Linked DNA regions of Gossypium hirsutum: all the other regions are linked to region 1. Evidence: chromatin contacts called from public Hi-C data. All regions are on one chromosome and are shown on one strand. The core of a region is the stretch at or near the end of the contact, and the rest is flanking DNA. Distances in the headings are between cores, read along the strand shown.

What was found. Hi-C and Micro-C count contacts between places; a contact is called where the count stands out from the background.
Region 2: a Hi-C map of leaf shows a contact between it and region 1, with 1.7 times the contacts expected there. The contact joins the promoter of LOC121215513 here to the promoter of LOC107950193 in region 1. A contact is called at or near these places in 2 of 34 Hi-C or Micro-C datasets (leaf and petal).
Region 3: a contact with region 1 is called in a Hi-C map of leaf, with 2.0 times the contacts expected there. The contact joins the promoter of LOC121215518 here to the promoter of LOC107950193 in region 1. A contact is called at or near these places in 2 of 34 Hi-C or Micro-C datasets (both in leaf).

The regions. Positions count from the first base shown.
Region 1 is chrD03:44,682,910-44,686,094 of Gossypium_hirsutum_v2.1, reverse strand. LOC107950193 (protein ABIL2) reads right to left here and starts at 1,421. Exons shown (of 11, transcript XM_016884991.2): 1 at 1,246-1,421; 2 at 1,068-1,153; 3 at 277-388. The coding sequence starts at 1,272.
Region 2 is chrD03:44,539,523-44,542,563 of Gossypium_hirsutum_v2.1, reverse strand. It overlaps LOC121215513, which reads right to left and starts at 1,562. Exons shown (of 3, transcript XM_041090221.1): 1 at 1-1,562.
Region 3 is chrD03:44,912,034-44,915,128 of Gossypium_hirsutum_v2.1, reverse strand. It overlaps LOC121215518 (histone-lysine N-methyltransferase ATXR6), which reads left to right and starts at 1,692. Exons shown (of 6, transcript XM_041090230.1): 1 at 1,692-2,195; 2 at 2,481-2,555; 3 at 2,661-2,890. The coding sequence starts at 1,937. TRNAR-UCU (transfer RNA arginine (anticodon UCU)) reads right to left here and starts at 3,027; the gene lies at 2,955-3,027.

The sequences.
Region 1 (3,185 bases), core at 172-2,671:
ATTATCTAGCAGTGCAAAGTGCCAAATCGGTGCATTTTCGCACTCAACTCGCAAACATCCATAACTTGAAATACTAAAACAAAAAAACACCCAAATTAGGCAGTGGTTTAGCTTGAATGCTGGTGCAATCAATTTGGCCATCAAAATGCTAAAACATACAACCTAGAACAACTAAATTTCGACCAGGATATAAAAGAAAAGCAAGGACATAAAGATTTCAACTTTAAGGAAGATCCTACTCTTGCAAGCCTGAGAACTAAACACAAGATCTCTAACCTTGAGACTATCAGAGAATAACAAGCTCTGCTGCATGGAAACCTCATCGTAATTAGATGCTTCTGGAGACATCGGCATTGCAGCGAGGAGATATGGCCCGGTATGCCTTAATCTGCATCCATCAAAACAACCAAATTTAAGCATTTTAAACTAATATTATACACTTAAGCATTTTAAACTGAAGAGTTTGAAAAGAAACTGTACACCTTATTGAATCTTGAGAATTTTAAAATATGAACCACAACAAGAGTGATTACTAATATGACAACAGCAGACATGAAAGTTGTACACTTCAAAACCAAGTTACAACTAATAAGATAATAATAAAAAAAGCAATTATTCCAACCAAACATTACCGAAGCTCTAGCTATGGTAAGCAATAAAATAAGAAATAACAAAAGCCAGACAGCCCTTTAGCAATTCCTGCACTTCTGCCACTACCTAGAAAGCAAAAAAATTAAAAATAAATAAATAAATAAATCACACAAAAATCGACAGATAATAAAATAAAATCCTAGAATTTGATACATAGGGAAAAAAGCCCATTTTGTCTGAATCTTCAGCAATACTCTAACAGCATTGAACATTTAAAAAGAAAAAAAAGAAAAGAAACTCCAAAAGCTGGTAATTTTCCATGCCCTTCCTTTATTTGCAGAGCTAGCCAAAGAAGAGGCAATTCTTATGTGAATCAGTGAATGCGAGATAATTCTCAGAAAGTGTGAATGTCATTTCATTTCAGTTTTAACACTAAAGTTAGAAAATGGGTAATGAGTAAAACTGAAGAGACTAACCTCCTCTTAGACAAGCTTGTTCCTTTTTTCTTTCCACTTCTAGCGCAGCTGAACTTGTAAAAACCGAGACCCACTTCCCATTTAACCTTTAAAAACACCAGCAGATCAAGTTAAACAAAGCGTAATACACAATATAAATAGCTAAATTATCGAAGGTGACTGATGTAGCTTGCTGTACAAATTTTTTTTTAGAAAACGACAACATGAACCGGCACAGGGAGGTGCACAAAAGGCAAAAACTTGCGGTAGTACTGGAGAAGGGAAAAGAAGCGATTGGCAACAACGTTAATACATAGCACGTCGTGTTGTACTTGATTTTTGCCAGCTCCTTTGAATGGCCACTTCAGTGGGACCGATTTGCTTTGCAGCAGTAGATTATTTTCTTTAACTGGTCTAATTGGGGGGGGGGGGGGGAGGGGGGTTCCCATTCTGAACCATAATCACATGACCCATCAAGGCTTCATCAGTTCTTTAACTCGATTCTTAATCCACTTTTGCCAAGGAGTCTTTGTGATTTGGTTTATGCTCGAACCAGCTTAACCGTTTCATTAGGAAACTTGTGCTTTTATTTACTACCATTACTCACCAAATTCCTTTTTTTCCTGTCACTGTTTTGACAATATCTTAGGTTAAAGTTTACAACTTCATGTACCTCGTCAAAATGTTGGACTTTGTCCCTCTGATATGCTTGAAAAATTCATATTTTAATTTCTTAATGGAATTATATGATTTAATTGTGATTAATGAACATTAAATCAAATTAAAAAGTTTAATACTTTTAAAAATAAATAAAATAATATGATATAATGATAGTTGACATGGACCGAATTATAAATAATTTAAACACAATAAAAATAAAATTAATTTGGAGTAAAATAAAATTAATTTTTTACCTTTACTTATTTTTTTCTAAACTGTTGTTTAGTTTTATAGTTTAATTTAATCTAAAGCTATTTCATTAACAACAAAAAATAATTTGTAAATGTCGTTTTTTTTAAATAATTGTTGAAGGATTGACATGAATTTTATGACATGGTACAAGAAATTATGGTAAACTTTAACCCCAATCTATTTTTTTGGAAAAAATTTATATATTCCAATAGAAACAAAACAGTAGAAAAGACGATTAACAGAGAGAAACACTAAAAACTCGAGTCAACATGTTCACCCTATACTCCCATGTCCTATTATTCAACATCTCCATTACACGAAACAGATAAATTATAAACAATCAAAGAATTTAAGCAAGAAGAGATTAAATTAGTCCATTCAATATGATTAACATGTATGACCGACACACCCAACAAAATGATAAGTGCTAAAATGATGTTCTTAGCATTAAACAGATCGAAATTAAGCAGTTGAAATCTAAGCCAACACTAAATTGATTCAACAAATACACTACCAGCATTCAGTCCAACTCAATGATAACATGATAATAGTGGATAGATTTCAGTCAAGACAAGGCCTCCTGATGGTGAATTAAGCAACTTTGTCCACTAATATTTAGAACCACACTCCTATTCCCGTATGATGATGTAACACCCGGAACTCAACGTAGACGTTATGGTCGTATCTGACGATGTCACACGGTAGTGTTTTTGAAACATCGTTGTTACGATGGAAACATTCCATGTTATTATCTTTAGTAAACCTTTGTTAGAACTTAGGAAGTCGTCTTTATTCATTTAAAACATTTGTTTTGAAACATCTCTCGTTGCGGAAGCTTTAATAAAACAGTCTAAGTGATCATGCGTTTAGAAAATACTTTAACATTTTGAAAACCGAATTTCCTACGACCAGCAGGTATAAATCCATAAAGTAAAATAAAGAAATAAAAACTCAAAATTTAAAAATAAAGTCCTAAAGGGTCCTTAAATTTCAACCCAAATAATTAATAATAATCAAATCATAAATCGTAATTGAAAACCATTAAGTCCAAAAACCATTGTGGTCACCGCTGAGTCCTCCGTCGCACCGATCCGTCTAAGTCTGGGGATTACCTGTACACATTAAACAAAAATGGCGAGTTTACGTAAACTCAGTGTGTAATCCCGCAGAAACAAACAAACAATCAGTATTCACAGTGCATAGTTGAACCGTCTTGGGCCTAAGCCC
Region 2 (3,041 bases), core at 313-2,812, 140 kb after region 1:
AAAGGACAGGACATAAACTAATAGGTCGAAAGTGAGTGAAGCCCTTCGAATTTTAAATTTTAGGGATAAGCACGATAAATGAGTTATTCAATTCCGAATCAATGCTTTTGCCATCAAAGACACCCTTAACCCATCTACAAACGGAGGCACCTACATAATCCCACTGACTCTGATATAATAAGGCATGAAATCCATCACTTCTTGTAGCCTTCAGAGGTGTCATGTCAAAAAAAGCATCTTTGATTTCCTCATCAGAGACTGGTCTATTAAGGAGATTAAAATACTCGTCATTGAGGCGAGGAAAAGAATTAGGAGGTAGACCTCTCATCGGGCTAGGGTGCTCACCATATAAAGTATTATAAAAATTGACCGCTTCAGTCTTCAGTTGATCCTTATCCATAATCCAATCACCCAAATCATTTTTTAAGGCGGTAATTTTATTTTGTTTCTTCCTCCTTAGCGTACACGTGTGGAAAAATTTTGTATGTCGGTCCCTAAAACCAACCAATCACATTGTGCCTTCTGACGCCAAAGAACCTCCTCATGGTGTAATACATTTTCCAATTCCTCTCCCACTTCCATCTCAACCTGATTAAGATAAGAAGATTCCCTTCTATCCCGCTCGATCTTAATGCTTTTAAGCTTCCTAGTCAGAAGCTTCTTACGAGTAAAAATATGACCATACACATCTTTATTCCACCTTTTAACCTGTTCTGTAAACTCAGAATGCACCATCGACATATTACTAGAGACTCTCTAATTTTCCTTAACAAAATCCAAAAAACCTAGGTGCACAGTCCAACTTTCTAAGAATCTGAATGGACGTCCTTTGAGGGCATAGTGATCAGACATCAGAGACAATTTTAAAGGCCTATGATCAGATTTGAGTAGCGGTCAATGAGCGACCATAGAATTTGGATACTTAGAGTACCAAACGTTATTGCAGATGGCCCTGTTTAAACACTACATAATCCCCCCTCTTTGCCAAGTGAACTATGAACCTCGAAATTCCAAGTCTTGCAATTGGCCTGCATCCATAAACTCACCAAAAAAAAGGATAGCTTTTCCCTAAAATCCGTCTGCCTCTCTTTTCATTAGAGGAAATAATGGCGTTAAAGTCACCTATCGCCATCCATGGAGTCCAATCAATTGGAATAGTTCTTCGTAAAGCCTCCCAAAGATATCTCTGTATTAGGGCTACCATAAACAAAGGCGACCAGGAAGTGCTGCTTGGAGTAGTTATCAGAAACTTTCACTAAAACAAATTGGGAATGATTTTTAAGTGCCTCCACAAAAACTGATTCTTTCCATCCAATCCAGATACCTCCCAAAAACCCAATAGCCTCTACTCGATGAGAAAACAGAAAACTAAGCCTTGCGATAATCGAATCTGCTTTTATCGAATCTGCTTTTTCTCCACTAACCCTCATTTCTAATAGGCTAACCAAATCTGGCCTATGCTCTTTATTATATTCACCCCCGTGTTTGACGTCAGTCTTATCAGAAAGAATTTCAACTTGCTCACCGATAAGCTTTGCCATAGAATTCATGGCTTCTGAGAGAGAGACTTGTGAATTTCCAACAAGTTTAAAACGTTCCGCACATCCACGAATCATTTTATTTAAAGATCTTCCATTACGCCCACTTCCTTTTTTATTCACCTATTGTGGGTTCGAATTAGGCTCTAAATTCTCTTTGAAAGTTACTACTGAGTGTCGTTTGGAATCCAAAAAATTTGAATTTAAATTCACCACCGATTCCAATTGTCCTTCGAAGGTGGGATTGAAGTGCAAAGAATGATGGTTTTCTTATTTTTTAAAACGGGGCCCACCAATACCGTCTATTCCTTATCCCTAAATTTTTCTAAAACCGATTCTACTGTAAATGGGCATTGGCCTTCTGACGATTTGGACCCAAATGTTCCCCCAAAGGTGGGCTATCTCGGGCGCACCTTGAAATCAAACATGAAGGATCTTGCCCAATTTCATTTCTTAATAACCCATTTAACCCAATTTCATTTCTTAGCAACCCATTTGACCGTTCAACAGGCCCTTCATTAATGCCTTCGCCCACCACTATTTCATCATTATTCTTTTCCACCATATGCACTTCATTAATGCATTCGCCCACCACTTATTTATTTTTTTCCTTTCCACCACAAGCCCTTCATAATACCATGGCCCACCACTTTTTTTTCTTTATTCTTTTCCACCACTAACCCAACATCTAGCCTATTATTCTTGATTTTCTTAATAGGGTAAATTACACAAACAGTCACTCAACTTTGGGGTAGTTGACAAAACAGTCACCTAGTTTTATTTCAGTCACTCAACTTTGAAAAAATAACAAAACAATCCTTTTAACCATTTCCCGTTACAGACGTAATGAAAAAATGACATGGCATTTAACGGTGAATTAGCTATTATTTTAACAGTCCTTTTTAACCTTAAACCCATTTAAGAGCCCTGGGCAATAGAAGAAGAAGAGAAGAAGAAGAATAAGAATAAGAAGAAGAAGAAGAAGAAGAAGAAGAGAAAATGAAAGGAGCTTCGTATCAGCGATTGCCAATGGTCAAAATTCAGGAACTCAAAGACGACTACGCTTCTACAGCACCGACACCTCCATGGCCAACGCCCTCCGCTGCACAAGTTGAGTGCATGTGCTAATGCACATATGCAGTCTGTGCATTGATTTTGAAGTTTTTTTCTTCTGATGATAGAATGGACTTGATGCCAAGGTTGAAAAGTCTAGAAATAGATGAAGAAAAGGAAAAACAGGGTTAAGAAAGTCAGAGGTGTAAAGAAGGTAATTGGGGTGTTTGTTTTTTCAACTGTTTTTTCTTGAAATTATTTTATCTATTATTTGTGACTTTTCCCACATTGCAGACCAAAGCTGGAGAGGCTGCAAAAGAAAAAGTGAGATCCCTATAGATATGAACTAAGTTTCGTGCAGCAATACAATCAAGCCCCTACTTATTTACCTCCATTTATATTGTTTGCCGTTGAACTTCAAATGTGTAATGTTGAGTTCATTCTTCATTT
Region 3 (3,095 bases), core at 443-2,942, 230 kb before region 1:
AAATGTCCCATTTAAAGTCAGAATGCGCGAACCTTGCTTGCTGGTCGGGTCGACGCGCGGGTCTGGTCTTTCAAACGGCGCCGTTTTGTCTTACTTTAAGTTAAACAAAACACAAAAAAAAAATTTAGAAAATCATTTTGTTCTTTTTAAAAAAATCAATGGCTCTGCTAGGGTTTTTCTTAACCCATTCTTTTGTGCCGCCATTCACCTGTCCCTTCACCAAAGCTCCGATTGCGACGGAGATGGCGGTGGCACGGCAACTTCGACGAAAGGTAAGTTTTCCTTTCTTCTTTTCTTTGTTATTTTAAGTAAAAATAAAATAAAATAAAATAAAATAAAAAATAAAAATATATATACACAAATAAAAAGAACGATGAACACTACAAAGTGAAACGGAAAAAAAAATCACCTTCATACTAAAAAACAAATTTGATATCTATATTTAATTTTTCTCCGTATTTTCTTTCGTAAAAACTCCCTCACCCATTTCCTCAGTGTACCGATTAGGCTTTATAGCCTAAGAAAATACACTTTACTTTACAATATTTTTCTTTGTGGACTCTTAGTCCGCTTTTGCATGTGTTCGTGGAGAAGCGGTGGGCGTGGAGGAGGCTGACTCCGAGTCTTGCGGCGACTGGAAACTGCTGGAGCCGTTTGAGGGCGGCGGCTAGGGTTTTCTGCTTGGGGTTTTTTTGATTTAATTGTGTTGGGCTGTTAGTTGGGCTTGTACAAAAACTGGGCTGTGCCCAATAACCTATTTTGTACGGGCCCGGGTTAATTGGGCCTGCTATAGAGTCTCTAAGTTTAATCTTTCAAGGCCCATCATACATTAATATTTGATTATTATTACTAAAGTTATATAATTAAAAGCTGAAAAATACTTTGTTAATATAAAGTATAACATTATTGCTTAAGGGGGCGAATTATATGAAATACAATTTGACTAAAAGGGATAAATGTTATACAACATGGACACTAAATCTAAAATACATGATAATTTATATATAAAAATTTAAAAATCTGAAAATTCCAAAAGGGCGACTGTCCTCTCGCACCCCCTAGATCCATCCCTGCTTGAGAGGCCCATTTACAATAGAAACTTGATCAAATTAGACCCTCTACGATTAAATGGATCTATTAAGTGTACTATTGAAAAGAATAAAAAAAAAGCCAAATTGAAATCGAACTCTTTTAAAATGTCATTTACCATTTAAAAGAATTAATATTTTTAAAACTTTTATGATTCTATAAATGAAACCTTTTGTTTGAAATTGAATTACAATTGAAAAAAATAAATTTTAAAATATTTTTTATACAATAAAAGTTAAATATGTTACAATTTGAATTTATTTGATTTTTTAATAATATAAAAATTAAATTAATCCATTTAAAATAGGAGAATTAATTTGATCCAATTATTATAATACAAAGACCTCCCAAATACTGCATATTTAAACCTATTTATAAATTACCTTTATTTGATAATTCTTTTAAAAGGAAAATAAAAAATAAAAATCGAAACATTTATTTCATTAGGCTGGTTGCCCTCCATGATTTGGGTCCAATTGAGGTGGCCCATGGACTCCTTTAACTGAAAATAAATGGGAGATCCACTAATCCAACGGAAAATAACATAAAAAATGTAGCCGATTACAGTACATCTCGTTACACCTTATCACATCCCAACTCATATACAAATTATACATGGAAAGAAGCGCAAAACCAACGTTTCACCTTCCAAAAACCGAAAACATGGCGCGGAATCGTTTTCCCGCGAAACCAAAAACCAGCGCGCGAAAATACCTACCTGTCTCTTCTCTTATAATCCGCCGCCCAACATCAAAGCTGGAAATATTTCTAGCTTGTTTTTCTTCCGCTTCTTCTCCTTTTTATTTATTTATTTATATATATCTCCGTTCTTTGTCTTTGCTCGTCAATGGCGGTGGCTAAACCGACGACGATGGTTCTTAGACGCAGGACTCGAGCTCCTAGGCGCTACTCCGAAGATGAGGATGGCTTGGGTTGCGACGATGTTTACTGCGAGAGATGTGGGTCGGGTGATTTTGGATCCAAGCTTTTGTTGTGCGACAAGTGCGATAAGGGATATCATCTGTTTTGCCTTAGACCCATTCTAGTTTCGGTGCCTAAAGGATCCTGGTTTTGTCCCTCCTGCACCAACATCAAGCAGCCCCAATGTACGGTTTCTTCTCCCTTAAAAATCATTTCTTCCCCTTTACTGGTAGTTTTCAAACTGTGAATATATTGAATCATGACTTGATTTGGGTGTTTAATTTGCCTGATGATTACTCGATGCCTGTGGATTTTAGCTTCTGAAATTAACCACTTAGGATGTTAGAATGAGATTGAAATGAATTATTTCAGTAAAGTTAAGCTATTCACTGCTAAATCCTTGGGATATAAAGTTGTATAAAGTAATGCAATTTTTATTTATTTGTCCTTTTTTTTCCCTCTATATTCAGTGTTTCCGCTAGTTCAGACCAAAATTGTTGATTTCTTTCGGATTCGAAGGTCATCCGAGTCCATGGAAAACCAAAGTAAGTAAAATCAATCTATCAAATGAATTTCCCATTCATTTCATTTATAGAATTACAAAATTATTAGATAGGCGGAGTAATTGTTTCTGTTTATGGGCTGTTTAGGCAACATTAAAAAGAGAAAGAGAGCTTGTAGCTTAGCGGTGTCCAAGAGGAAAAGGAAGTTGTTGGCGTATAATCCAACAGAAGACCCACAAAGGAGATTGGAACAAATGGCTTCATTGGCAACCGCACTGAAAGCCTCTGGGACTGAGTACAGTGATGGGCTCACTTACCGGCCTGGCATGGCACTAAGGTCGGCTAATTGTGCAGCTCTTGAGAAGGGAGGAATGCAGGTAATGACCTTTTTTAATGATTTTACGATTTTTATTAAAAAACTAAAATATTTTATGTTAACTGCACACCCAGTGGGACTCGAACCCACAATCGCCTGATTAGAAGTCAGGCGCCTTATCCATTAGGCCATGGGTGCTTCTTGTCACTGAAACTTCAATGCTCCAACTTAACCATGTGGGATTAATTTGATGAATTCGATGCATT